5 separate regions of the Mus musculus genome follow, and all the other regions are linked to region 5. Evidence: chromatin contacts called from public promoter capture Hi-C data. All regions are on one chromosome and are shown on one strand. Each heading gives the region's core, a stretch centred on a gene start, on an enhancer-like site or on the middle of the called end of the contact. The rest is flanking DNA. Distances are from core to core; before and after follow the strand shown. Region 1 holds the start of Arf3 (ADP-ribosylation factor 3). Region 2 holds the start of Wnt1 (wingless-type MMTV integration site family, member 1). Region 3 holds the start of 4930578M01Rik (RIKEN cDNA 4930578M01 gene). Region 4 holds the start of Tuba1c (tubulin, alpha 1C). Region 5 holds the start of Senp1 (SUMO1/sentrin specific peptidase 1).

What was found. Promoter capture Hi-C pulls out the DNA fragments that hold promoters and counts their contacts.
Region 1: a contact with region 5 is called in a promoter capture Hi-C map of pre-B cells, with 3 times the contacts expected there. The contact joins the promoter of Arf3 here to the promoter of Senp1 in region 5. A contact is called at or near these places in 2 of 39 promoter capture datasets (cranial neural crest and pre-B cells), 2 of 115 datasets of contacts at active chromatin or transcription factors (embryonic stem cells and pancreatic cancer cells) and 1 of 9 other capture datasets (adipose tissue).
Region 2: a contact with region 5 is called in a promoter capture Hi-C map of hippocampal neurons, with 2.9 times the contacts expected there. The contact joins the promoter of Wnt1 here to the promoter of Senp1 in region 5. A contact is called at or near these places in 2 of 39 promoter capture datasets (hippocampal neurons and pre-B cells) and 1 of 9 other capture datasets (liver).
Region 3: a promoter capture Hi-C map of liver shows a contact between it and region 5, with 5 times the contacts expected there. The contact joins the promoter of 4930578M01Rik here to the promoter of Senp1 in region 5. A contact is called at or near these places in 2 of 39 promoter capture datasets (liver and pre-B cells).
Region 4: a contact with region 5 is called in a promoter capture Hi-C map of erythroid cells, with 5 times the contacts expected there. The contact joins the promoter of Tuba1c here to the promoter of Senp1 in region 5. A contact is called at or near these places in 1 of 39 promoter capture datasets (erythroid cells) and 1 of 115 datasets of contacts at active chromatin or transcription factors (memory CD8 T cells).

What each region holds. Positions count from the first base shown.
Region 1 is chr15:98,761,505-98,765,093 of GRCm38.p6, reverse strand. Arf3 (ADP-ribosylation factor 3) reads left to right here and starts at 1,976. Exons shown (of 5, transcript NM_007478.3): 1 at 1,976-2,114. LOC115488470 reads left to right here and starts at 3,048. Exons shown (of 1, transcript XM_030248862.1): 1 at 3,048-3,589. The coding sequence starts at 3,182.
Region 2 is chr15:98,788,105-98,791,399 of GRCm38.p6, reverse strand. Wnt1 (wingless-type MMTV integration site family, member 1) reads right to left here and starts at 1,543. Exons shown (of 4, transcript NM_021279.4): 1 at 1,108-1,543; 2 at 283-536. The coding sequence starts at 1,211.
Region 3 is chr15:98,983,708-98,987,293 of GRCm38.p6, reverse strand. It overlaps 4930578M01Rik (RIKEN cDNA 4930578M01 gene), which reads right to left and starts at 1,329. Exons shown (of 4, transcript NR_045991.1): 1 at 1,208-1,329.
Region 4 is chr15:99,028,131-99,031,845 of GRCm38.p6, reverse strand. Tuba1c (tubulin, alpha 1C) reads right to left here and starts at 1,955. Exons shown (of 4, transcript NM_009448.4): 1 at 1,422-1,955. The coding sequence starts at 1,424.
Region 5 is chr15:98,092,287-98,095,587 of GRCm38.p6, reverse strand. It overlaps Senp1 (SUMO1/sentrin specific peptidase 1), which reads left to right and starts at 2,019. Exons shown (of 18, transcript NM_144851.5): 1 at 2,019-2,305. It also overlaps a transcript of Pfkm not described here.

The DNA of each region.
Region 1 (3,589 bases), core at 727-3,226, 670 kb before region 5:
CTCTTGCCTTTAAGAACCCAGGATATGGGCTAGGGAGATAGTTCAGCCATTAAAAGTACTAGCAAGACAAGCTTGGCCCGAGCTTGTTCCCCAGAGCCTGTTGTAATAGGTGGAGGGCGATCAGGCTCTTACTGACCTCTCTTGCCTAGAGGACCTGGCTCCCAGCACCACGTGGAACAACTGCTTGTAACTTTGTCTCCAGAGAATGTTACATTTTTTTCTCCCTGTAGTAGATATCCACACTTACAGGCACCTACTCACACACAGAGACGTATGTGCGTAGGTACAGTTAAAAATAAATCCATTTGGCTGGATGTGTGACAAATACCTTTAATCTAAGCACTCAGGAGGCAGAGGCAGGCAGATCGTATTTGAGTTCAATGCCAACTTGGTCTATAAAGTGAATTCCAGGCCAGGTGGGGCTACATAGTGAGCCCCTGTCTCAAACACAACAATAACAAATATATATATTTTAAAGCTGAATGCCTGTGGTGTAATGAAAGCATTCCTAAAGTAAGATGGGGGATGATGCCAGGAGAATCACACAGAGCTAGCCTAGAGTGTGCACTGCAGCAGCAGAAACCAGAGATCCTGGCCCAACGAGGGAAAAAAGTCAAGAACAGCGACTCCCAAAAGGTGTCCTCTCTAACCTCCACATCTTGCTAGAGCACAAGTGCACCCGCAATCTCTCATACAAGCACACACACACAGAGTTAATAAATGGAGGGAAAAACGAGCAAAAACCAGAGCTTAACAAAGGCTCTCAACAGCATTGAGTCCTGAGTGGGGACAAATATAATTCTCTTCGTTATAAGCAAGTTCCTTGCTGTCCATCTCTTCGTTAACCATCTCTGGCTGTTCTGGAGCCTGCTCTGTAAATCAGACTGACCTTTAACTCACAGACATCCACCTGCCTCTGCACCCTAGTCTCCAGTGCTGGGATTAAAAGCTTGTGCCACCACCGCCCCCAGCCAGTCCTGTAATTTTTGAGGTAAACAAGAGAAGACAAACTGGTATAAAGGTATAAACCAGAGACAGATGTGACAAGAGATAGATTCTGTTCCCAGCCTATGTTTTGGAGGGAGAGAAGAGTTATAACGCTGCACCAAGCTCTTATACTTGATGCATTTAAAGAACGCAGTGGGGGCTGGTGAGATGGCTCAGTGGGTAAGAGCACCCGTTTCTGGCGAGGACCCTTCTAGCTCAGATTCTAACATAGCTTGTGGCTAGAGTCTCAGGCAGTGTCTCCATCATGTCAAAAGATGAGTGTCAGGGAAGGAAGGCGGGGTCCTGGGTGCGCTTTCCTGGGGATACTAAAATCCAGACTCATCTAGAGAGACTTCATGAGAGCCGCCTCTGAGTTTCTGCCCTCTGCCTTTCAGCCTCAACCTCCTAGACGACCCCATCCAGATGTTTCCTCTAGTATCTGGAATGCATCGTTCTTTCTCCTCTTCCTTTATGGGAAAGGATCTCAGAGAAAGCATCCTTAGGAACTAGGGAGCAGAGCGGATTAGCAGGTGGGGTGCGAGTGATGCGCTGTTTATTTGGAATAAGACTGGACTAGAGCAGGATACAGCAACCGTTTTCATCCTCCATGCTCCACATGGGCTCTGCTTAAGAAACCCCGGAGACTCCCTGGTCCGAGCCCTGTGGCCAGCGCAGCCAGGATGTGGCAAGGTCCCGGAGCTCGCTCTGCTCGGGAGCCTCACCTCAGTGCCCACAGCCCCCTCTACACGCCGTGCCTTCCGATCCTCCAGCCCCCACACAGGCCCCCGCCTAGGCTCAGCTTCAGCACCGGCTGCTTTTGCTGCAGCCGCTGCCATGGTGATGGGTCTCGCGAGAACTGCCGCTCGCTACCGCGCACTTCTCGCGCGATCGTGGAGGTGGGAAGTAGCCCGGGCTGGGGGTGGGTGTTCGCCGCACAGCTCCTGTCGCCGTCGCGGCTTCCGGTGCTAGGTGGAGGGCGGGCAGGAGGGAGCCGGGGAGCGGGCCAGCGGACCATCTTCACCGCGGTCGGGTCGGCTTGCGGAGCGGGAGGCAGCGGCCGGAGAGCCGGGCGGAACCTGCGGGGGCGGAGGCGGCGGTGGCAGCCGCGGCGCAGGGAGCAGGAACAGGTTCGGAGCTGGGGAGGGAAGGCGGGTCCGGGCAGGGAAGAGGCTGGGTCCGGGTGGGAGCCCGAGGCCCCCGGCCGCGGTCCGGCTCGCACCGTCTGGGCGAGGTGCTGGTGTGGGGGGTGATCCTCGCTGAGCTTGGGGACCCCAGCCCCACTCCTGTCCCCGCAGCCGAAGGACGCCGAGCTGGGGTGGGGGCGGGGGGCGCACACGGATTTGTCCTCCGCCTCCCCCGAGGGTGCGACCTGGGCTGCAGAGGTGAGCTTGGGAGGGTTGGGGACGAGGGGGAGGCAGGCTGACCTGTGGGAGGGGGACGCGGGGGCGGTGTGGCTGTTTGGCTCTCTTTTCCTTGGGTTTAAAGGGCTGCGAGGAACGCTGCCTTTTCTCTCTCCCTCCCCCGCCCGAGCTGTGGGGGAACCAAAGAAAAGCCGTGCCGTGCCGTGGTTATTCTCCTCCCTCACCCAGCGCGAGGCGTGGGGGGCCGGGGCTTAGTATCAGGGCCTACTGGTGGGGCTCGGCTGGCTGCGCACGGTCCTCACGGAGGTGGCGCTCTGCTCTGGGGTGTTGGGAAGAGGGCAGCAGGTGGGGAGAGGGTGGAGAGGAGGCTGGAGACGGGGGAGGGGGACCTGAGCTAGCTCGGAGGAGAGAGGTGGGGCCTTCCTCCCCCAGGCGGAGCGGGGGCGGTGTCACCGAAGGAGGGAGCAGCTTGTCACTGGCCCTGAGTTTGTGTCTTCCAATCCGCTTTCTTTCTCTAGGAAGTACCAGGATTCCCGGAACAGAAAATGAAGCCTTTGCTTAGCATGCCAGTCCTTTTTGAAGGAAGGAGGGGGAGGTGGGGAGGTGAAGTTCCCTGTTAAAACCTCAGGGTCCTTTAGTTAAGTCGTAACTCTTTGGAGAGACTTGTTTTTTTTTTTGGGGGGGGGGGAGAGGGTCTCTGGGCCAGGAAGAATGTAGTGGAGGGTTATGTATGTGGTCAGGACTAAGAAGAAAATAGTGAGGTCATTAGGGAGACGGGTAATGTAAAACCCGTCTCTGCCACTGTTGCATTGGGTCACCCTTGGGTCCATGGCATGAAAGTTTTATTGGGAGGAGATCTGCTGCAGGAGTCTGATTGCTTGAGTCATTGCAACAGGATAGAATCTAGTCTCTGCATACCTCCATCTGTGACCCCAGGCAGGGGGATAGGGAACTGTCTTTGCTGCCATTTTGTCTTAGACCTGTTTGGGGATAGTATCCCCACTGTGTGCTGCAGTGGCCATTGGGTTGGCCTTTGGCATGTTGGACCTGCGCTTGAGTACATTGTTAAAGGCCGTTTTAAGAAAGGCCCATCCACTTACATTCAGCTTTTCACACAAGGAGTCACTGACCTTGGAGGCAGCTGGAAAGGGCTCCCAGGTGTCACACAGTCACTCCTGCACAGTTTTCCTTCTTTCTCTCCTTCCTTTCCCCCTCCCTTACTCCTTTGTTTGTTTGAGATG
Region 2 (3,295 bases), core at 294-2,793, 700 kb before region 5:
AGGTACCTTTGAGGAAGGCTAGGGAAAAACAGCTGTCGCCCAGCGCCCACGATCCGGAATTCCCTTTCTGTGGGCCAGTGGCTCAGCAACGTTAAAGATCATGCTCACAACGCAAGGCTAGAAAGAATCTGGTGCTGACCTACGGTAACTGCCGGCACCAGGCGATTCTCAGTTTGATCACATATAACCCTGGGATGTCTTCCCTGCCTTCGCCCGCCTATGCCCTGGAGATGACCCTGCTTTTCCCTTAATCCCGGAAGCGTCGCTTTCCTGGGCACCCACCTCGGTTGACGATCTTGCCGAAGAGGTGGGGCCCCGGAGCAGTGGGGCAGTTCCAGCGGCGGTTTCGGAATTGCCATTTGCACTCTCGCACAGCGCTCTGGAGCCCTCCACTCACGCTGTGCAGGATCCCCGGGTTCTGTCGGATCAGTCGCCGCTGCTTGCGGCTCAGCAGCTGCAGACTGGGCTCGAGCACCAGCTGCAGACTCTTGGAATCCGTCAACAGGTTCGTGGAGGAGGCTATGTTCACGATGCCCCTGGCGGGATGCATAAGGGTTCAGTCCAGGGGAGGGGACCTGCATCCTAACCATACAGGCTGTACCACCCTATCCTTGCCTGGCCCTGAGCTCCAGAGTCTAGTGAGTGGACAGAAAAGGCATGGCTACCTTAGCTCTTCCTTTCTTCAAGTCAGCCCCCGAGGAGAAACCCCACCTGCAGCCTTGCCCACCTTGAAAAACTTAGGAATTCCACTCCCTCACCTCAAAGCTAATATCTGGTTTTTTTTTTTTTTTTTTTTTTTTTTTTGGTTCAAGACCTAAGGGACACCTGAGCACCCACCACAGCGAGGTTGGGACCTGTTGCTCAGCAGAAACGGGGTCGTATTAAATGGGAATGGTCTCTGAGCCTGGTGTATCTGGGCTTCTGCATGCCAATGATGTGCCCCCACTTCAGCAGAGCTAGTTCTAGGTGTGAGCACCCTGGATGTGAAGTCACAATGCACGAGGGGGGTCTGTAGGTTGGTGATCCCCACAGCGTGGGAGCTGGGTAAGGCCCGTGCCTGGCTCTTTGCCCCAGGACAAGTGGCGGACCCCGTACTAGCTCACTTACCACCATCGGCCACTACTGTTGGCAGCCAGGGCTGCGGGCAGAGCGGTCAGTGCCAGTAGCAACGTAGTAGAAACCCAGCTGGGCAGCAGCGCCCAGAGCCCCATGGCCTGCCTGGCCTTGCTGGTTCTGTGCTGCGGTTCTGACGACTGTGGTTGCTGTCCGCGACGGTGGGACTGGACACAGCGGTGAGGGCAGTGATGCGAGTTCCCAGGCTGGCTCTAATAAGTCTGGAGGCGGGCCGCAGGCAGCATGGTTCGCTGTCCTGGCTGCTGGGCTGAAGCAGCCACTGCGGGAGGCACCGCCTCTTATAGGCCTCTTATAGTTGCGGCGCTGACTGCAGTGAGAAGAGGCTGCCCCTCCGGGCCCGGGCGGCACTAAAAGCACCAGGGCGCACTGGTCAGGGCCACAGACAATGAGTGGCGAGCGAAGCTGTGGCTCTTGCCGGTCTGAGCAAAGAGCTGACAGGCTAACCGTCGGGGCTCACCCCCGCCCCCTGCCTGGTGGCCCCCGCCTCCAGGTCTGCACTGGCCGCCGACCCCTCCCCTTGGGATGGCCTCCCACGCGCGCCGGCCTCACTCTTCTGCGCGTCCGGAGCCCGTCGGGGACCAGCATCCGCCAGGGGGCGCGGAGACAATGCGCTGGGGACAACCTGTTTGCAGCCTGGATTGCCTCCCCCACACGCGCCGGTGGGGCTGTCCTCTCGAAGTCCGTCTCCTCTGTCCCCCCTACGCTGTGGTCTCTTCTCTTCCCTATTCTGAATGGCAGGATGAAAGTTGTGGTTCTAGCCAGCGACTCCGTGGAGACACTTCCTCACCCAGGAACCCCGACGGCTGGACAGAGAAGGAAAAGAAGGAGACAGAGCATGGGTGGAGCTGTGGTCAGGGATTCCCGGGCGTGGGGTGTAGGGGTAGGCTGAGCAAACCGAGCTGGTGGCAGTGAGAAACTCAGAAGCGCCCAGCAGTTTGCCTCTGTGGGCTAGGGGGAGTGTAAGCGTCGGTGTGTCACCCGTGAGATTAAGTCAAAGTGTACATGTGTTCTGAGGGTGCACGCTCCTGTGTATTGGTGTATCCAGAAACTTCTAACGAAGAACATTTTGAGCCCTTTCCAAATAATTGTGTAATTTGGCTCAGGACAGGGAGAGCATGAAGTCATTTTGTTACAGTCACCACTTAACGCAGTGTATCAGGAAGGAGGTGGGGCTGTGACAGGAGACGTCCAGAAGGCTGCAATTGTGTTTGCAGGTGGGTGCATGAGTGTGTGTGTGTGTGTGTGTGTGTGTGTGTGTGTGTGTTTGTGATTAACGACGTGCACTCATAGGTGTCATTCTGTCGCTCTGGGTACCTAGTGTCACCCTATGGCACCTTGAGTCAACCTGTGCTTATCATTAGATGTGCTAGTCATGAAGATGAACCGGGCTTGTTTCTCTGGCAACTAGGCTCAGAAAGGATAGGACCACCAGCCGAGTAGCTGTCAGATGGAGCTGAAGACCTGAGGGAAAGAATGCTTGTGGGAAGAAGCTGGCTCCTTTTGGTTTTGTTGTTGCTGGTTTTGTGACCGGATCTTGCTGTGTGACCCTACCTAACATAAAGGTTTAATATGTAGAACCCATGATGGTCCAGTGACTGCTGGGATTACAGGCCTATTCCGCCACCGTACCTGCCCAACTCAAGATGAACATAATTGGGGGGAATGAGAGATGGCTCAGTGGCTAAAAGCACTGACTGCTCTGCCAGAGGCCCCGGACTCTGTTCTCAGCACCCAAGTGGTGGCTTATAGCCACCTGTAACTCCAGTTCCAGGGAATCAGGTGATGTCTGAGCCCCACTGACACCAAGCACACACAGGTGCACGTATACATACATACATACATACATACATACATACATACATACATACATAAAATAAATCTCCTGAAACAGTTTTTTAAAGAAAGATTAGCAAATTTGTGCCTCCATGTGTTTCCTGATTTTAGTTGGATTTTTTTTCTCCCAGGTTTCTGCAGTGTCCCCACCCCCCACCCCCATTTTCTCCCACTCTTACCCAAGAGCCTTAACTCTTCCATTGTGGATTCTACTTTCCTCCTGATTCCAGTGATCTTCAGGGTCATGGCAGCCTTGGAGTATCAGGCTGCTGTTCCCAATGTGGGATGCAGAGGGCACTGCCAGCCTGGTTATCACGCACCACTGTCA
Region 3 (3,586 bases), core at 80-2,579, 890 kb before region 5:
GTTTCATGTCTAGTACTGCTCATTGCTCGTGTGTGTTTTGGTTCCTACTAAATTTCATCTGCCCGCTAAGTATCCGCTTGTATTGTGTTTAGAACAATGGAATATTTGTGTGCTTCTGTGAGAGCTACACAGCAGGAGACTGGCTGCCCGCAGCTGCCCCAGCCCTCAGACAGCCCTGAGACCAGCCTGGTTAGCCCTCCTGGAGACCCTTCAAAGGCTCCCTTTCACATTCGAGGCTCAGCTAGAACAAATAAGCAGATGTCACCGGCTTATCTTTACGTTTGTAAGTTTAAAAAAAAAAGTTGATAAAATTTTTCATAATATTTGAAAAAAATATTAATATTCACAAATTGTGAATATTCATAATTCTGCCTTGTGTTGGTTGATGGCAGCTACCCCTACAGTGGGCATTAGCAAAGCTTTTAATCTCGGGGTTCGAAGTTCCCAAAATATGTTACCTCATATTTTAAAGAACCTCGATTTAAAAATCATAAGCGCTTTTGGGGACAAGATCTGTTTTGCACTTCATATTTTCCACACATACGTCGAGGCTTTAGACATGCAGCAGATATCCATGGAGTTCATGAGTATTAGCTAGATGCTCTGGCACACGATGGTAATCCCAGCACTCAGGAGGCAGAAGCAGGAGGTTCAGGAGTTCAAAGACAGCTCCCACCCCCACCCCCACCCCCATCCTTGAAGGTCTCAAAAGAAATAAAGCAACTAAGAAAAGCATTAAAGAGACAGCGAATGTGAGCTCATGCCAAGTTTAGGCCACACCATCGGCACAGTACAATAACGCAACATCATTTACTCCAAAAATACCCTAAGTGCTTTCCAGTCATAGATTATCTCATTTAGAAACTCAGGCTGCGGGGCTGGAGAGATGGCTCAGCGGTTGAGAGCACTGACTGCTCTTCCAGAGGACCTGATTTCAAATCCCAGCAACCACATGGTGGCTCACAACCATCTGTAAAGGGACCTGGTGTTTCTGAAGACAGCTACAGTGTACTCATATAAATAAAATATATAAATTAAAAAAAGAAAGAAAGAAACTCAGGCCGCGTCACAGGTGCGGCTGTGAGGGTTAAAGGGGGCTGCACTTGGAAAAGACCAGATGTCACTATCACCCTTTTTTTTTTTTTTTTTGGTTTTTCTGTATAGCCCTGGCTATCACCCTATTTTATATGTGACAAAGCTCACTCACACAAGAAACACCGCTAATCAACAGTCTTCCCGGCTGGCATTCTCCAGTTTTGTTACTGTTGTTTCTGTTTTGTTTTGGACAGAGTCTCCCGGTGTGGGACAGACTGGCTTCTTCAGTCTCCCAAGGGTTTGGGTCACAGCTGTGCATCCCCGTGTCCATCCTCCGGGACTTTCCAGGCTACCAACCACACCCATAGCTCCATTCCTTAACCACCCTCCCTCGAGCCACAGTGACGTGCTTCCTCTGAAAGACCATCCCAGAAGTGAAAGCGCTCAGTACACCAGGTTTGCGATTCGTTCCCTGGGCTACCTCACTTCGTGTTTACAACATCGCCTTTGTGAGTCGGCCACTAATACCTCAGGTGTAAGGAATAAAGGACTGGAGAGTGGGGGTTAACCACCCGGAGGCAGGGGGCTAACGATAAACGGTGAGAACACAGCGCGCCTGCGCTGGGTCTCTGCGCTTACCGTGCTGCTATGGGCCGCCTGCTTCTCTAGTTCCTCTGTGTTGTTAGTAACACTCCAGTCAGCCATAACGCGTGTGCCTGTTTCAACCCGCCCCGTGAATACAAACCCAGTTAGATGTTGGCTTGTGCCATGAAGTCATTTCAAGAGCTGAGTGAAAACAAGGGAAAGGTTCTGATGCTAGCCGCATCAGCTGGGAGGAAGAGGCAGAAACGTTTAAAAGGAGCTCCACAGGGCACAGAGAGGAAAAGGACAGACAAGTCAAACAGAAAATACAGCATGGCGCGGTTCCTGTTTCTAAAAGTCACACAAAACAAATGACACACTTATACACATACATCCGTGAAGACCGAAGGAGAAATGTTGGTAACATTGGCTCTCTGGACCGGGGCCTGGCTTAAAGTGACAGAGTAGTGACATTTTATAAGATAGTTTATTAACATAATGGGTATGTAAGAGAAAGAAGAACTGGGCGGGGGCAGAGACGTTGTCAGAAAATAAAAGATCAGAATAAATAAATCTAATAAACATTTAAAAAAAAGAAAAAGAAAATAAAAGATTACCCCCTTGCTGTAAAGGTTGTGGCAGGAACACACTAGGCTAAAGCCACTGGTCTGTGTCCATAGAGACAGACAGATGTCGGCTTAACCTCTCATCGTGAATTCGATGGTTTTCAATATTTAATATTTCTTACTTCTACCAAAAAGGTTCTCACATTGTGGCTCTCGGAACTGGACCAGCCTGGGCGGGGGAGGGGAGGTATCGGCTGTGTTTCTTTGTGTTGTTGGACTAATTTCCTTATCTACCAAGAGGAGAGGCTAGAAAGAGACAGGCTCCAGAGAGTGGTGTGAGGATTAAATGAGAGAATAAATGGACAATAACTCAGGCCACAGGGACATGTGGGCCCCAGCCCTCCCACTTCACCTGATCTCTAACTTTATCTTTAAGATAATTAAATGTCCCTCTCTGAGAACTTTTGTTGTTCATTACTAATGGCCTACATCAACGCCAAATTAAACGAATAAAGCCTTGGAAATTTGGTATAATAGCTTGACAGACAGGCTTCATGGATTTGAAGCTTTACATTGTGCAAATGTATCTTTCTAAGCATTAATAGTATGGTTCATCTATTAATTTTAAGAAATATATTTTACCGGATTTAAAAAATAATACATCTCTCTTCCCTGAGACATTCAATTTTTTTTTTTTTTTTGAGAAGTCAAATTTTTGATGTGAGAGACCAATCACCCAGATCAGAGAGGCCATTTAAAGTACAAATCAGCCGGGCGTGGTGGCACACGCCAGGGGCAGGCAGATTTCTGAGTTCGAGGCCAGCCTGATCTATAGAGTGAGTTCCAGGACAGCCAGGGCTACACAGAGAAACCCTGTCTCAAAAACCTCAAAAAAACAACAAACCAAAAACCAAAAAAAAAGTACAAATCAAAAACGTAAATAGTTTTGCATCTTACAGCGTGTTTATTTACGACCCCAATAAAACTTAAGACGCTTGTGAAATTTCAGTAATGAAACCCATAAGCCTTGTATAAAGAGGATTTCAAAGATAGAGAAATGCTAGTGTCACTGGTATAACTTAATACAAGAGAAGAAGTGAGAGCCCACTCATAACATTAACAGCAATAAGAGCATGCACACACCCCTATGGTCAACAGCACACACAAAGCCCCTTGGTGATCAGCAGACACACAGCGCCACGTCCAAGGTTACACATGACGTAACCTTCTTCTGTTTCAACCTCACCTGCGGAACAAACCGGAGCTCTCTCAGGCCTTTGTTGGATGTGCGTGAATTTTAAAAAGCGAAGAGACCTGAAGATTTGCGGTGCAGTAGATAAGAATCCAGGGAGAGACGTTTTACACTCTGAGTGAAGGCAAGGTTTGAGCTGAAGGACTGTCCC
Region 4 (3,715 bases), core at 706-3,205, 940 kb before region 5:
GAATTCAGAACCTTTGGAAGAGCAGTTGGTGCTCTTAGCTGAGCCATCTCTCCAGCCTTTCTTTTAAATTTCTATTGTCAGCTGACCAGGTGCAGGCTAGGTAAATGGTCTCTCAAATAGTTAAAACTTATTTAGCAGGGAGGTTCCTTTTACCGAAATTATTCACTCTGTAGCCCGCTCTAGCCTGGGACTCACTAGGGACTAAGGAGCCCCAAACTCATGATGAGCAATCCCCCTCCCTGTCTCAGCCTCCAAAGTCTAGAGAACTAGCCACTCTCCTCCAAGCCGGGCTGAGTTCCTGGTAACTTTGTTTGCTTTTGAGACCGGGTCTCATTGTGCTGGCTGACCAGAACTCAGAAGATACTCCTGCCGCTGCCTCCAGAGCCCAGGGTTTGATAGCCTCACCCATTTTTTTCTTGAAAACTGAACTAATACATTGTTAACCAGGTGAATAACCCTAGCTCTTGGGTAGTGGAGACAGAAGGATCTTGGTTTTAGTTGAAGGTCATGTTTGGCCACATAATGATTTCAAGACTGGCATGAGCATAAGACACTCAAAAACCAAAGTGCAAGCCAAGTGGTTTGCCTTTCATCTCAGCTCAGGTAGCAGAGGCAGGCAGAGCTCTGAGTTCCAGACCATCCTGGTCTACAGGGTGAGTTCTATTACAGCCAGAGCTACAAAGAAACCCTTTATCGAAGGAAGGAAGGAAGGAAGGAAGGAAGGAAGGAAGGAAGGAAGGAAGGAGAGAGAGAGAGGGGGGGGAGAGGGGAAGGGAGAGAAAAAAACCCGCTGTTGGTAGTTTACTCTAGCTTTAAATTGAAAAAAAAATTTTTTACGGACATTTTTTCTTAACTGGGCTAAATATAAATATGCCGTTGAAGTAACACTAAAAACTAGGCTGGCTTAGGGGATCTGACGCCAATTATTCCCTCCTACGGAGGAGCTCGCCTTCTCAGGTGCACAGCTGCAGCTGGAAGGGCCGGGGACTGGCCACAGGTGACTCAGCAGCGAGTCACAGGGCGTGGAGACGGTGCCCGGAAGTATTTGCTCAGTCCTGTCCAGAGCGCACGAGGTCCTCTGGGCTATCCCAGCTGGGAGAGCGACATCATTTGAGGAAAATGGAGACCTTTGAGTTTCTCCAAACTCTCGTGATCATTGTGAAAGTTCCCTGCCTTTCCGGGAGCGACCGGCGGCCGAGACGGGATGCTCTCCCAGGAGGATCGAGACAGAGGATCGGGACGAGCCCTCCAGCCCAAAGCGACACTAGTTTAGTGGACTAGGCTCTCACACCCCAAACGCCAGAAGCCAGTCTAACTGGAGGCGGCCGTCGTGGGGCTATTGCAGGTATCGTCTCCCGGGCAGCCCTCAGCTCCCGCGGTCCCTTCAGACGACCTCGCCGCTACCCCAAAGCCATACTCACCATATTTAGTCCTTGAAGTGGTCCGCGAAAACTGAGGAAGTGAAAAAGGGTGACGAAGATCTCCCACTAACAGACTACCAAGGAGTCCGGGGGAGAAGCTGTGTAAGGTCCGCCTCCAGGACAGGGCTTATATACCCTGGCCGGGCCACGCGTCGGGAGGGCGGACACCGGACCCCGCCCCGGGCCGCAGCGAAGCCGATGATTGGCGGGTTCGAAAGTTCAAATCAAACTCCGTAGAAGGAGCTGGAAGTGGGAAGGGGAGGAGACACCCAGGGTCCACGCCAGGGCCAGGTGGGGCGGGGAAGAAGGTGGGGAAGGCGATTGGAAGTTGGAGGACAGCGAGATCTTTGTGGAGCTCTGGCCGGAAGAAAGTCCCAGGTAGAGAGGGGGGCGGCCTGGCTCAGCCACCGGGGACTCACAGCTGATCGCCGCCGCACTTGTGGCTCGGTCGCCCCACCCAGGCCTTGGAGCCCGGAAGAGTGAGCCAGAGAGGTGACCCGGGGCTGCCGGCAGGGTGGTGACTGCGACAGCTTCAGGGGGCCAAGATGGAAACGCCCAGTCAACTTGACGGCACAGTGGGAGGGGTGGAGCTGAAGTTAGCTCAAGCCAAAGCCGGTTACAACATCACCAGGGTTGCAGCCCCTGAAGGCAATCTTTCCTAACCTAGGTCTCAGTTGCCTCCAATGGGTCCTAAGCACCTTACTCTTTACTCCCGCCTTCTAGAAGGCTAGCCCTCTCCTCCTTCCTCCCTTCTCCCCACCCTTCCCCCAAGTCCTGAGGATATTTGCCAGAGCATCCCGAGCGCCCTTTTATTTTCGAAGGCAGAGTCTGCCTCAGCTCCTCTTTAAGCAAACATTCCGAGTCTTAAGAGCCTTAAGAGGCACAAAATTATTCGGCCCATTATGAGAGGAACTCGTAACTCCCCCCCGCCCCCCAAGATGGGTCCCCGCTGCAGTGCTCAAGCTAAACCCAGGCGATCCACACTAATTCCTTTCTCTGCGTCTGTGGGATGCAGAGTTCACTCTGTAGTACCACATTCTCTCTGGCCCAAGAGCCCGGGGGCTCCTCTCCTCATTTTACAGTCAAGAGGAGAGGAGAGTTCGGGAAACAAAGCAGGCAAGTGTCTCCACCGCGGGAGACGTTGGACTTCCCTGCCCCACTGCCCTGCACTAGACAGACTTGTCTGAACAACTCCGCAAAGCAGATTTCTCAGAAGTGCCATTCAGTCCTGCTGAGGAGATAGACAGATCCCTGGGAAAGTTTAAGGAACTGGAGTGGTGTGCTTGCTTGTCCTCTTCATACTAAGGAGAGAGAGACAGGAAGAGCCTGGAGCTCACAGGCCAGCTGCTCTTGCAGTATCAGAGTTCAGTGAGGAACCTTGTCTCAAAAAAAAAAAAAAAAAAAAAAAAAAAAAAGGTGGAGAGTCATAGAGGAAGACGGAACATATTGACCTCTGGCCTATGCACGTACACAGAATCTCTCTCTCTCTCTCTCTCTCTCTCTCTCTCTCTCACACACACACACACACACACACACACACACACACACACAAATTAAAAAGCCGCCCTTATTTGAATGTGATGATGCATACCTGTATTTCAGCAGGCAGGGGACAAGACTGGCAAATTTGATCCAGGCTACTTTGTTTCAAATAGAAAAGACTAGAATGCCAGGGATGGCTGTGAAAAGTGGTACAATACAGGCAGACAAGATGGCTCAGTGGTAAGGTCATTTGCCACCAAGCCCGAGGAACTTGGGAGTTTGACTCCCAGGACCTATCCAGTGTAAGGAGAGAACCAACTGTAACTGATTAAATTATCTAATCTTTATACCAATAAAGTACCAGAGGCTTAAACTATGGTAAAGACCTGCTAGCTCAGCAAGGCAACTTTCTTTTCTTTTCTTTTTTTTCTTAACTACATACAAAATATCTATTTACAAGCCTGATTCCACAACTAAACTGCTAGCTCTTTAGAAATTTCTTTCTGGGGCTGGAGAGATGGCTCAGTGGTTAAGAGCACTGACTGATCTTCCTAGAGGTCCTGAGTTCAAATCCCTGCAGCCACATGGTGTCTCTCAACTACCTGTAATGAGATCTAATGCCCTCTTCTGGTGCTGCCTGAAGACCGCTACAGTGTACTTAGATATAATAATAAATAAACCTCTTTTAGCTACAGTGTACTTAGATAAATAAATCTCTTTTTAAAAAAATAAATTTCTTTCTGAGTCAATCTACAGAGCTAGTCTACTTTTCTCTTGAGCTCCTCCAAACCGGAGAGGGCTTCTTAGCTCTC
Region 5 (3,301 bases), core at 770-3,269:
ATGGCCTGGGCAGGAGCTAATGAGGTCCCATGGGTCCCAGTCAGCTCCTGTTGAAGAAGGCCGTTATAAGACAGACATACAGACTGCGCCCCGCCCTGACCCCATCTGGCTTACTGTGTGATTCCCTCCTTCTTCTTGCTTATGTTCTTGCTGTCATGTGGCTCAACCAAGGGAATCCTAAGCAGAAGCCAAACAAAAGAAGCTGCCTATTCGTGGGCTTCCAGCTTCCTAAGTTTCCTAAACCGTAAATAAAATTCATTCTCTACATTACCCCGAATTGGGTATTTTGTCACCGTGACCATCATGCTGTGAACAAACCTTTTGCTCTTCACCGCGCCTTTCCCCACCAATCCCCATTGTTTACTCACAGGCCTCACCAGTGTCAGGAATAGATACAGGTCCCACGGTGCTTGGATCATCATCCATACCGTCTAGTCTCCACTGGTCATCTGCCTTTGACTCCGGTATGGTCATGTTGGAGGTTGAAGCTTCCCCCGCTGGGAAGCGATAACTGTGGGTCACCATCAGGGTGGGGACCAGGGAGGGTGTGCTCCTTTCTCTTCTACTTTCCCTAAGAGGCTTAGCTATTCAGAACTTCTTTTGAATAAACACTTAGCATAAACGCGGTAAAGACGATTAAGAGAATGGATTGTTCTCAGTAACTAGTTTACTACCTCTAAACGATTCTATTCCTTTAGTATTAACAGAGGCAAAGCAGAACATATCACTACCAGTTAGAAAAGAGTGGAAGTTCTCTTTAAGTCCTGACTTACATGTTTGGGGGTGCCCACTGAGTATCAACAAGGACTCCTACTACAAGTCACCCCAGATAGGTTAGAATAATCTATAAATTAAATAGAAATCAACACCCTTCCCATGTTCCATGTTTCTTGTTCTCAGCTCCCAAGTCTTCCTCCTTTGCCTGGGATGAGGATAGCATCTCCCTTATACTTGTACAAAGAAAACACCCCAACACGGTGACAAAATATTTTTCCTACTAGGAATAGAAAACAAGCCCGTCGACCCCTTAAGTTTATAATTCTGCCAGAAGCTCTCATCCTGTATAGCTCTGAGAGAACATATCCCTTGTCACTATAACATAATCAATGGTACCTGTGCTCTGAGTAGTCCTGACTACTTGGCGAGACTCAATCACGCACATGAAAAATCTCAGCTGAAACTCCTCTCTACGCATGGCTACTTCCTAGAAGTAAAGAAAGTTTAATCCAAATAAATAGATCCATAGAATATTTAAAGTGTCAAAGGTCAACATGGTCTAGGTACACTTAATACCACTGGGTTTTAGGACTTGGCCATATAAAAATATCAGCATATAAGGTGATATAATCGTTTATATACATAACAAGTCAGGATCCCCTGAAGAAACAAGTTTATCTCCTTATGCTTAGAGAATAGATGAGGCTGGCAGATTCCAGAGGCTTTTCTTTCTTCAAGAGTGAATTCAGACAGGCAGTCACCTGGGTCTAGAATACTATTCTGAAGCCTCTTTCCAAATAGGGCCTGCGCCAGAGGCGTAATTAAATTAAGAAGCTCGGTAAGTAATTTGAATGAACAAGTTAATTTTTCCTCCATTCTGTCTTTAAAAGTCTGGCATTGATTACATGTTTAAGACCTCTGGTGAATCCCACTAGAGATCACTGTTTAAAATTATTCCAGTTATATAAGGCTAGGTGTGTTGTTAAGAGTCTAAGCTAAGGTGTTCCCAAAGTTTCTTAGTCTCTGCTCTTCCCCCTAGCCCCACTTCCTGTGATCAGTCAAGCGTGTCAAGCGTGACAAGATGCACACTAATTTTCAGAAGCTAGAGGTAAAAATCAATTTAGAACTCAAAATGAGGATTTGTCGGGGAAGGCGCAGGTTTCCAAACATCTAGGGCCCTAGCGAACAGCTGCCATGGAAACCTGTGCGTAAGCCAAAAAAAGGTCACCGAACGGAACCAGATGACAGCGGGTCAAGGAGCCGAGGGACAGAGAAAACCAAAGGACGGCGGGCGCACTAACAGTACTCCAAGTGCGACGAAGAGAAAAAGCCCCAGTCTGACAGGGTGACAGGGAGATGGAGACGCGAGTCAAACGCTCCCTCCACGTCTCGGGCCTCGCCACCTCGCGCAGGCGTCCCGCGAGCCTGTAGCTCGCTCTTTGACCTCTTGTCCCACCCCCTTCCCTCCTCCGCGCCCGCCAAACGGTCTTCCGGTAGAGTAAAGAAGGTTCCGGTTCCCGGAGGTTCCCGGGCTTTGCGGTCCGCGCCCGGCCGGAAACCCCTTTGCCTAGCAGCCGGTTCCGGTTCGGTGAGTGGCGGCGGGAAACTGGGGGAGGGGTGAGGATGGAGGGAGACCGGGCCGGGAGGCTGTGTCAGGCTGGGCCCGCGGGCCTCGGCGGGGCCGAGCGGAAAGGAGGACGGCGGTGGGGACCGTGCCCTGTCTTCCGCCCCGCCCCTTGGGACCACCTCCATTCCCCCCTGCTGCCCGGTCGCGGCTGCCTGGCCCGGGTCTGGTAGTTGGGCTCACTGAGGCCGCCCTTTCAGCCCTCCGGTCTCCCGACCCGCGGAGAGGCCATCTCCCCGCGGTCACAGCACGGCCTCCTTCTACATCCCACTCTACTTTTCCAAAGAGAGAAGGCCGGTTGGGATCGCGGGAGTTTCCCGCCAGAGCAGGGTCCCCGGGAGGAAGAGCTGTTCTCTACGAGGAAGTTGAGCTGTCGCTCCCACCTGCTTCGCCTCTCTTCTTCCTTGAAACCTGAATGCTACTCCTCGCCTACCGAGTCTCACGTAAAACAATTCTCCAACTCTTTTTACCCTGTGATAATTCCCTGGGATGTGATATTGCTAGAGCCACCACCAGAGAGAAACGTCTGGACCCTTCTGCATAGGTTATGAAAACCCCCTTAACTGCCGCCGTCTCCTTACCTGGCTCATCGCCTCTTGGTAATGAATTCCCTTGAACCTTTTCTTCGTATACCCTAACGTGATCTTTCTGGATATATGCTGGCTTCCTCTTGTCTTGAGCTTGGTGATTTCTGTTTTATCAGTACCTCTACAGTTTTTCTGTTATCTTGTTGGCAATAACTTGCTCCTTTATCACTTTTAAGGCACACTTGTTAAAATTACTTACTTCACGTGGCATACTTAATTGTATTTGGAGTGATGGTGATTCTTGCAAAATTTTGTATAGTCCTTTTATGTGCAATCAACCATTTGATGTAGGGTTTTCGATGTAGTAGGACATTCTGGATGAAGTAAAACATGTTTAAGTATTCTTCATAAAGATGATTTGTATTCACGACTC